Linked DNA regions of Danio rerio: region 2 is linked to region 1. A link is a contact called in public Micro-C data. All regions are on one chromosome and are shown on one strand. The core of a region is the stretch at or near the end of the contact, and the rest is flanking DNA. Distances in the headings are between cores, read along the strand shown.

What was found. Hi-C and Micro-C count contacts between places; a contact is called where the count stands out from the background.
Region 2: a contact with region 1 is called in a Micro-C map of caudal fin, with 4 times the contacts expected there. The contact joins the promoter of esf1 here to the promoter of LOC108190350 in region 1. A contact is called at or near these places in 2 of 18 Hi-C or Micro-C datasets (caudal fin and embryo) and 1 of 4 datasets of contacts at active chromatin or transcription factors (caudal fin).

What each region holds. Positions count from the first base shown.
Region 1 is chr1:54,400,426-54,405,849 of GRCz12tu, forward strand. LOC108190350 reads right to left here and starts at 1,708. Exons shown (of 3, transcript XM_068221751.1): 1 at 1,664-1,708.
Region 2 is chr1:54,537,671-54,543,094 of GRCz12tu, forward strand. It overlaps esf1 (ESF1, nucleolar pre-rRNA processing protein, homolog (S. cerevisiae)), which reads right to left and starts at 2,180. Exons shown (of 14, transcript NM_199745.2): 1 at 2,103-2,180; 2 at 1-474. The coding sequence starts at 451. ndufaf5 (NADH:ubiquinone oxidoreductase complex assembly factor 5) reads left to right here and starts at 3,521. Exons shown (of 11, transcript NM_001082894.2): 1 at 3,521-3,798; 2 at 3,884-3,924. The coding sequence starts at 3,637.

The sequences.
Region 1 (5,424 bases), core at 458-2,957:
GTGCATGTGTGTGAATGAGAGAGAGTGTGTGTTGCTGTGCCTATCTGGCTTAGTGCTGTCTGTGTCTGTGTCTGTGTGTGTGTGTGTGTGTGTGTGTGTGTGTGTGTGTGTGTGTGTTTGTGAATGAGAGAGTTGGGTTTGTGCATGTATACATACAGCTTTTTACAGGCTGTCTAGACTCTGTATCATCTAGCTGGATGGTTTTTGCTCCTGCTTTCTGTATGTGTGTGCGTTATATATACACACACACACACACACACACACACACACACACACACACACACACACATACACACACACACACACACACACACACACACACACACACACACACACACACACACACACACAGTTAAAGTCATAATTTAGCCCCCCTAAATTATTAGCTCCCTTGTTCATTTTTCCCCAATTTCTGTTTAACAGAGAGATTTTTTTCAACACATTTCTACACATAATAGTTTGGCTCTAGGCAGGCAGGTTAGGGTAATTAGGCAAATTATTGTATAACGATGGTTTGTTCTGTAGACTATTGGAAAAAGAAAATTGCTTAAAGGGGCTAATAATTTTGACCCTAAAATTGTTTAAAAAATTAAAAACTGCGCTTATTTTAGCTGAAATAAAACATATAAGACTTTCTCCGGAAGAAAAAAATATTATCAGACATCCTGTGAAAATAAAAATGTAAAATCTATTAAACACTATTTGGGAAATATTTAAGGGGGGGGGTAATAATTCTCACTTCAAGTATACACACACACACACACACACACACACACACACACACAGAGAATATTCATTATAACTAGCTAACGTTACACCACTGTAAAACTTGTAATTTTTGTAGGTTTTTTTTAAGGATAGGATCAACTTTATTTGTCCCGGAGAGGAAATAAAAAAGGAGACAATAAAAAAAAATAAACAAAACAATTAAGAACATACATCGTTTATAAAATAAGACCATATATAACTGTGAAATATATAATGCACAGAACACAGTCAGGTGCTAATGTACTGCAGGTGCTTTGTTCTTGGCAGAGTTCAACAGTTTTGTCGAGGTAAGAACAAACGCAAGCTTCAATCTATTGGTTTTACACATTCTCGGTCTTTTTCCTGACGGTAACATCTGATATTCACTGAAAAGAGGAAGTTTGGAATCAGCACTAATATTTATTGTTCTTCTCATGACCGCCTGTTCATATAGAGTCTGTATGGGCTCGTGTTGTTTAATTTCTATGATTTTCATGGCTGTTTTTTGAAAATGAACCAATTTATTTTTCAATTGAATCGCCAGATTTCCAAACCAGACTGTGATTCCAAAGCAAATACGACTTTCAAGCTCGGTAAAAAACAACAAGCAAAAATTGCTACCCACTCCATACCATCTCAGCCTTCTTAAAAAAAAATAAAGCATCTGTTGTAGTTGTGAGCACAAACTTTTTAAGATATGCTGAAGATTGTAATATTTTTCATGATATGTCAGAAGTGTCTTTTCTACATGTGACATAACATTATCCAATTTAGATGGAGGATTATTGTAAAACGGCGTCGTTTATTAGTTTGACAATTGCAGTAGTAAATAGACCAGGTTAAAAATAACGTATCTGTTTGGTTATAAAGCGTGTGGTGCATCTGGCATAACTTTACATGTGATTATTTCACTCACCTTCAGCTTTTAGTTTTCACTCACGCCGCCACCATTTTGGGTCCTGACGAAGGAGATAGGTTGCCGCCAATTGTCCTGACTAAAAATAATACTAGCAACATTTCTCATGGAATATGGATATTTTAATACAACAAACGAACTAAAATTTTGTTTTGATTATGGATGTAAAATATAATTATTTGACTCTATTTAAGGGATAGCTCACGCAAAAATAAAAAGGTACTCCATTTAATCGCCCTTCAAACTTTCTTCATTCTTTTAAACATATTTTTTTGACGAAAGCTGAAAAACAAATGACTTTTATAGCAGGAAAAACAAATATGAATGTGGATTGTTACACGTTTCCAGGTTTCTTTAGAAATATCTTCTTTTGTGTTCAACAAAATAAAATAAGTCTAACAGTTTTGGAAGTGAAGGGTAAGTAAATAATGACCAAAACAAAATCAGTTTTTGGCGAACGATCCCTTTAAAATCCCTTGTAAATAGTTACTTCAGGACTAATTGAATCAAATATTTATATTTTTGCAAGTGTATATATGTTAATATTTGACAATATCATATTTAAAAAGGAGGTTCATTACGCTGTGGCGACCCCTGATAAATGAAGGACTAAGCCGAAGAAAAATTAAAGATTTAAAATTATATACATGTAATAAAAAGCAGGAAACGTTTTCATTGGTTAACGTTTCAAGCGGCGTGATATTATTGGTTCATCAAAATATCAATCAAGGAGGCGGGATTTAGTGTAAAGAGGAAAGTGTTACGCCTATGACAGACCAGTAGAGGGAGCTACTCACTTACGCAATAAAAAAAATTATACTGACAGGATTTCGTTTTTACTGTGTTGAGACGTTTGTATTATAGTCTGCAACTATCTTTTATAATGACCGGAATGTGAAACATCTGGGTCTTATCTGTTTAAAGGCACTAACGACAGGGTGTGGAGCTTTTGGAGGACTTGATACTCTAACATTAAAAGCAAGATTATTCCTCAGACTTCGGATAGAGAGAGTGAAGGAGATAAACTATTATAGAGTGCAAATGAAACAAATGATTACATCCAAATGAAATATTTAACCCCAAAATACGTTCTAATAACGTTTTTCTAACGTTCTCTTTATGTTAAATTCAGAGAGCATTCATCATCAACTGGGATGCAAGAGCAAAATTATAAACAAATGTTCTTTAAAAGTTAATAAAATGTTTTTTCAATGTAATTAACATTTTACAGGTGAAATTAAAATACAGTTTTTAGATGTTAATATTAGTATGTTAGTTTAAGGATATATAAAAGTCAGTGTGCTCTAAAACCCTGCTGAAAAAACTGCTAAGACCAGCCAGCCTGACCAGCTAAAACCACCAATGACCAGCCAGCCTGACGTGCTAAAACCACCTAAGACCAGCCAGCCTGACCAGCTAATGTAACCCCACCGGTCCTACACCACCCAGCCCCTCCGAGCTGGTATCGAACTGGCAACTTTCCGCATGGGAGTCGGTTGCTCTACCAAGGATGCTAGCCTCACCAGGTTTACCTGCACATCGCTTACTAGCTGGCCTCTGTTACTCTAAGACAAGCCTGACCAACTAAGACTAGGAGCAGCCAGCCTGACCAGCTAAAACCAGCTAAGACCAGCTAAAAAGTCGCCAAAACCCCTCTAAAATCAGCCTGACCTGCTAAAATCAGCTAAGACCAACTAAGACCAGCTTAAGTGTCCAAAACCCCTCTAAACCTAGCCTGACCAGCTAAGACCAGTTAAAACCAGCTTGACCAGCTAAGACTAACCTGAGCAACTATAGTTAAAGCTATCTTTTTCAGTAGGGAACAGTGACCAAATTCTCGTTTAGAAGATTTAACCTGATATGAACATTCAAAGCTTGCAGCTTGTCACTGAATGGGCTCTATGCACAGCTAGTTGCTTTTCAGCCAATGATAAACTTGTGGTGAAAGCTTAATGTGACCATTTTGAAATTTATAAGCTTCCTTCTACAGCATCGATGTTGTAATTTAATTACAATACATTTAGTTAAATAGACTTAGGCATTCATTTAGTTGTTCAAGCGTAAACAAGATGAAAGACAGTGTAACTGCTAATGTAACCCCGCCGGTCCTACACCGCCCAACCCGCTCCGAGCTGGGATCGATCCGGAGACCTTCCGCATGGGAGTCGGTTGCTCTAACAAGGAGGCTAAAAACCATAGCCTCTAGCATCTGTCGCTAGAGCATCTCTAGAGGTCAGAGGAGTGACGTTTACCTGCACAGCATGTACTAGCTGGCCTCCGTTACACTCACCCCCTAAACCTCACTCCCATCCGGGTCACGGCACCAATGTAGCCCCGCCGGTCCTACACCGCCCAACCCGCTCCGAGCTGGGATCGAACCGGCAACCTTCCGCATGGGAGTCGGTTGCTCTAACAAGGAGGCTAAAGAACGTGGCCTCTAGCATCTGTCGCTAGAGCATCTCTAGAGGTCAGAGGAGCGAGGTTTACCTGCACAGCACAAACTAGCTGGCCTCCGCTACACTAACACCGTCAGGATCAGAAGGCGAGCGCAGAAACGTCATTGAAAATACTGGAGTAAAATAAACTCATATTTTAAAGACATTTTAGGGGGAAATGGAATTTAATGAAGTGTCTTTTGTTCGGTCTGAGACTCACTCTATGTTGTATATCTATCAGGCAGTGAAGATCACAGATTTTTAAAGAAATCTGACTTAAAACAAGGCAATTTTATAATGGATAGACAGTTCAACACAATCGCTGAGGCTGGCCTCCTTCAAATTAAAAGTCCGTGTGCATATATACGATTCGCCTAAATTGATCAACGATTTTTTTAACGTCATCTTATACTTCAGTCTGTCAGCAAATCTTCTGACCAAACTCACTTCAAATACTCTTCATTGAAATTATTTGTAAAATACTATGTACAGAGACATCTTGAATGAAAACCTGCTTCAGAGTGCTCTTGACCTCAGACTAGGGCGACGGTTCATCTTCCAGCAGGACAACGACCCAAAGCACACTGCCAAAATATCAATGGAGTGGCTTCATAACAACTCGGTGAATGTCCTTGAGTGGCCCAGCGAGCGCCCAGACCTAAATCCTATTGAACATCTCTGGAGAGATCTGAAAAAGGCTGTACAACGTCGCTTCCCATCCGACCTAATAAAGCTTGAGAGGTACTGCAAAGAGGAATGGGCAAAAATTCCCAAAGACAGCTCTGCCAAGCTTGTGGCATCATATTCAAAAAGACTTGAGGCTGTAATTGGGGTGCATCAACAAAGTATTGAGCAAAGGCTGTGAATGCTTATGTACATGTGATTTTTCAGGTTTTTATTTTTAATACATTTGCAATAATTTCAAAAACTCTTTTTTCACATTGTCATTATGGGGTATTGTGTGCAGAATTTTGAGCAAATAAATTAATTGAATCCATTTTGGAATAAGGCTGTAGCATAAAAATATGTGGAAAAAGTGAAGCGCTGCGAAAACTTTCCGGATGCACTGTATATATAACAACACATGAGAAAATAATGACAGAATTTTAATTTTTAGCTGAACTCTTCCATAAATCTGAGCTTTGTGTATGAAGTGGGCCTGAAATATCCTTCACAATACAGCATTCCCAGTCATTTCGACACCAGGCTTCCTCTCTAATTAGCCTGTGTGGTAAACACGCTGTATTTGTTAAAACAGGCCAGAGTCGCTGCAGTTCCCATGAGAATTTGCCCTCACACACACTGTAACTCCACAAGTAATCCCAC
Region 2 (5,424 bases), core at 930-3,429, 140 kb after region 1:
ATACTCTCACTCCCTTTTTAGTTTTCTTTGCTTCTTTATTCCTCTGGATTTTCTGCTCTTCTTCTTGTTCAGATTCATCGCTCTCCCCCTCCTCCTCCTCATAATCATCATCATCCTCCTCAACTTCAGCTTCCTTGTCAGCCTCGAAGCCTCTTTTCTCTTTCTGTTCTTCCTCAGTTTTTTCTTCATCTTCATCATCATCATCATCATCAGACTGTTCGGAGTCAGAGAGCTTGTAGAAGCGCTTCAGGTCCTCAGTGGAGGTGTGTTTGACGGGTCGACCGCGTTTGTCCACCGTATACTTCAGTTTGAAGCGCTCATCGTGAAACATGGACTGGAAGCGCTTGTCGATCTTGATTTTGCGCTCTTTGTTGGGCATCTCCCAGAAACGAGGGTCCTTCTTGACCTTAGAGAAGCGATCATCGCCGCTTGCAGTGTTTTTGGAGGTCATGATGCCAAACTGGAAGCAGAAACCTGTGGAAAAAACAAAACAGAAAAAGTTTATTTTAGGTGCAAGAAGAAACACGACTTTCAGGCACCATTGGAATGTGTCATGTGTTTTATTATATGTATTTATTTTGTTTTATTCATTTTCCTTCAGCTTAGTCTCTATTTTAGAGGTCGCCACAGCGGAATGAACCTCCAACTATTCCAGCATATGTTTTATGCAGCGGATGCCCTTCCAGCCGCAACACAGTATTGGGAAACACCCCATAGGCGGAGCGTGTGTAAGACTTGGGAAGGCTTAGCTTACTTTTATTATTATTATGTACATTACAGGTCAGGTTATTATTATGTACATTTGGGGTCAGTTGATTTTAAATGTTTTGAAATAAGCTTCTCCTGCTCACCAAAGCTGCATTTATTTAATCAAAAACACAGTACAAATTGTAAAATTGTGAAATGTTATTGCACTATAAAATTACTGTTAAAAAAAGTTTATCATTTCATTTAATCATTTATTTCAGTGATTTTAATAATGAATTTTCAGCTTCATTCCTCCAGTCACACTCTAATATTAATTATTATTATTATTAGTAGTAGTAGTAGTAATAGTAATAAAAGCAACAAGGAGTAATAACTTCATTTGAAACTACATAAAGTGAGTAATAAATATTTAATAAATAAGTATTTAACAATTTAACCATTTTTCTTCATATTTAATTAATGCCGCCTCGATAAACAGAATAATTTTAATAAAAATGTGAAATAAAATGATTAGTTAATAAAAATAAACTGAACCCAAACTTTTGACCGGTAGTGTAGATCAGTGGGTGAGTTTAATAATATAGTTCTCTCTTCTTTATCAGTCACAAATCTTTTTAAATGCATTAAAGAGCAGAGCATATATATTAGGCCTACCCTGGAGTTTGTTTCCCCTCCGCCTATGAAACACCCATAAACTCTCATTTAACATAATAGTTTAATTTGTAAATAAAGACAAGTTACATTGTCAATCAAACTTTATTTTAATCAAATGTTGACATTTTTTGTTGTCGTTTGAAACATTAAACAACTTGCTTTGCATTTATTTTGCAAATTTAATGTGATGCAGACATGAAAATGAGAAGTTTTGCATTTGATTTCATAATAAACACAAACACACTACACAAATGCAATGAAGCTATTATAATGCAAACTAATTATGGAGACAAAAAAGTGGTTCAACTTCTTTTTAAAGAATAAAAAAGTTAAATAACACAACGAATCAGCCTAAAATCAACTTTCAGATAAGCAAACAAACAAATAAATTCTGTAGATTATTTTTTTAAAAGTTTTTCCCCACAAAGGCTCTCTCAATAACAGAGCATATAGTCAATTGATACTTAATATTGCTATATATATATATATATATATATATATATATATATATATATATATATAATGTTTTATGTTAATTGACAGAATGTGTTTTCTTTCCTCTTATTTCCACCGCACACATCTGCACTGAATTGCTTCATTGACAAGTAAATAAAACAATGAACGTTTCGCTACGTGTTCACTAATGTATCACAGTATTGCTATTAATGAAACACGCTCAAACATTCAGTCATAACTGACTGCACGACAAATAAAAGACTTATTTAAAGGCCAGCACTGACCTGCTGAGTTTTCGTGCGATATTACAGCTCCGAGCTTAGCCACACACGTGTTTACCCGTGATGCTTCACTCTTTCCGTGACCACGTTTGAAGCTCCGCCCTTACTTGACTACGGCGAGACATAAAGCTCAAAACACACCGGACGACGACGGACATAACAAATCTGTGGGACGATTGTACATTTACATTGATTCATTTTCTTTTCGGCTTAGTCCCTTTATTAATCAGGGGTCACCACAGCGGAATGAACCGCCGAATGTATATTTGTATTAAATTTAATTAAATACAGATTAATTAAGTTCTAAACTGATGTCAGTTTAAACCTTAATTAATCTAAAAATGTTAAAAAAAAAAAAAAATCTAACATAAAACCAAAATTGTTCAACATTACTAGAACATTTGATGAAAATAAAATAAAAATACTCTACAATATTACTTCAAAAATTTATCAAAACCTATTAAACCTATAACAATTAAAAAGTTCTTTTTTATATATATGTAGTTTCATAAAAAAAATTAATAACCGAAATAAAAGTGTGAAAATGTAATCATATTTTACTTTAGCTATAGTTCAATATTAAACTGATGTACAGTATTACCTTTTAAAAACTAAAAGAAACACAAAAATAAATTCACCAAATATCAGCATTACAATCATTTACTAGTTAAAATGAAATGGAAAATATAAGATAATATTAAAGTATAATGGTATATTTTTCTTTACTTATATAGGATTAGGCTATATTAAAGTATAATGGTATATTTTTGTTTACTTAAATAGGATTATATTAAAATATAATGGTATATTATATTTTTATTGACTTATATACCATTATATTACAGAATTTAAAATATATATATATTTTAAATAATCAATTAATTAATCAAAAATGTCCATAAATTGACTTAAAACGTTACTTAAAATTAACTTTAACTGTTATAAAATGTAAAGTGTTAAAACACACACACGCACACATTTTTTACAGTTTGTACTTATTTTTATTTAATGTAAATTACAGTTTCAATTTTTTATTACAGTTTTTAATTTAACATACATCGTTATACAGTACTATATAAACATAAATTCCTGCAAATTATCAAAAATCTAAAATCATACACTGAAAATATCCTAAAGTTTACTATAATAACGCTGACCTGGTGCTTTTACTGTATTTAGACACTTTTGCAGTTGTAAAATGGACGCTGTTTTCTATAGCACTTTACCTAATATAATAAATCTAATCTAATCTAATCTAATCTAATCTAATCTAATATAATATAATATAATATAATATAATATAATATAATATTATATAATAATATAATATAATAAACCTATTTTTCACTGACTCCGATCCGTGTTCCAGTGTTCTGGTTGGTTTGATCCACTCCATATTTTACCTCAGACCTCTTGCTGTTGTCTGACGCAGAACTGAAAGCTCTGCACTCACAATCACGCCAAAAAAATGTGTTCAAAACAGTTGTGTTTTAGTCTAGTTACATGTTAAAATGTACTAATAAATAAATCAGGAATGATGAACGTGTCCGTGAAGAGTCTCCGCGGTGTGAGCAGAACATGGCGGAGTTTTTCCTCCAGGCAGGGAATGAATGTGTTTGACAGGAGCATGAAGCGCAGGCAGAAGGATTGGGCTTCATCTTTACTGGACAGCAGCAAATACGATTACCTTCGAGAAGAGGTCAGATAATGTGCACAATGTTTGTTTAATATTAGAGCAAAAAGGGTTGTGTGTGTGTGAACTTGTGTTTTTGTTGTGTTTGCAGGTGGGCAGCAGAGTGGCGGACAGAGTTTACGATGTCGCAAGGTCACTATGCTTAACATGCTAATATAAAATTAATAATTCTGGCAAATATTCAATTATGGTATTTGTTTTACTTCGTGTCATCATGACTTAATTTAGTTTTGCGAGATAGAAAAGGAGATATCTAGCAGAATGTCTAGTCTGCACTGTCCTATAAAGGCAGCACGCTTTTAAAGTCAGCGTGAAATCAAAATTAATAATCTTAATTTTGCTAGCTCAAATTGTTATTCTTAAAGTGAATAATTAACCAGTGAAAGTTATGGCACCGGGAAAATCAGTTTGTTTTGGTAATCTTCAATGAAAGTCTGACCATTTGCTTTCGCTAGCTGGCAGTATGTATTTGTGTTCCTGTGTCGTGTTTCTTCATGGTTGTTTAGTTTTTTCTAAACTATCTTAATGTACAAGTAGCTGAAACTTGCTCATTCAAAGGTGGAAGCCAGTCGATGTGCAAAAACTTTAATCGTCAAGTACACAAAAAAAAGTTTCCATCTGGAGCTCCTTCACGGGACTCCACACTTTTAAACACTCGCTCCAATGGGCTTGCTGCTTTTAGCACCGCCCACACTCGTCACCAATCACAGAGCTTGCTCGACCATGGCTCTACACGTCGTTGCAACCTGTAGTTACATTTTTTGACTGAGAGGTGTGCGTCAGCGAGGGCTATGCGACCGCGCGAAAGCTGTGCCATCGAATACACATAAAGCAGAAGTATAAATCAACATCCTTTACCATTAGTTTGCCACGAGGGAATGATGTGCAAAATGAAAGCCCCACCCCTACTTAAAGGGCACCTAGGTTACCCCTTTTTTCAGATTTAATATAAGTCTTTTGCGTCTCTAGAATGTGTATATAAAGTTTCAGATCAAAATACCCATCAGATTTTTCATTATACCTTTTACAAGATGCTGTTTTATACTGATTTCCAGCAGGGGGTGGTTTTGTCGTACTGCGCCTTTAAGACGAGTCTTTCCCGCCTACTATTTCTACATGCCTCCTCCCTCAGCTGCGTCAGACAACAGACAGACTTAAAGGAAGAAGGTCTCACGTAGCGTTTGTGAGATACTACAGTAAGAACTAACCTTTACTAATCAGTATTGTGAAGTTGCATTGATGAGTCACACACAATATCGTTACAAAGTTAACGCGCGCGACACACACACACACACACACACACACACACACACACACACACACACACACACACACACACACACACACACACACACACACACACACACACACACACACACACACACACACACACACAGGCAGGCAGACAGAGCGCGCTTAGTTTAGTTAAGGCTAACCTCAAGTACTGTGTGGATATCTGTTATGCTGATGTACAAAATAAACCTGATTTAACTTCCACAAACCGGGATTGAAGCGTCTTCTTTTATAATTGTTCTGACACGCGGCTGTGCTGATGAAGTAAAGCTGAAGTAAAACGCTGTAATTAATTACACACATACTCTGTTTTAAAACACTTTAAACATGTGAAACTTA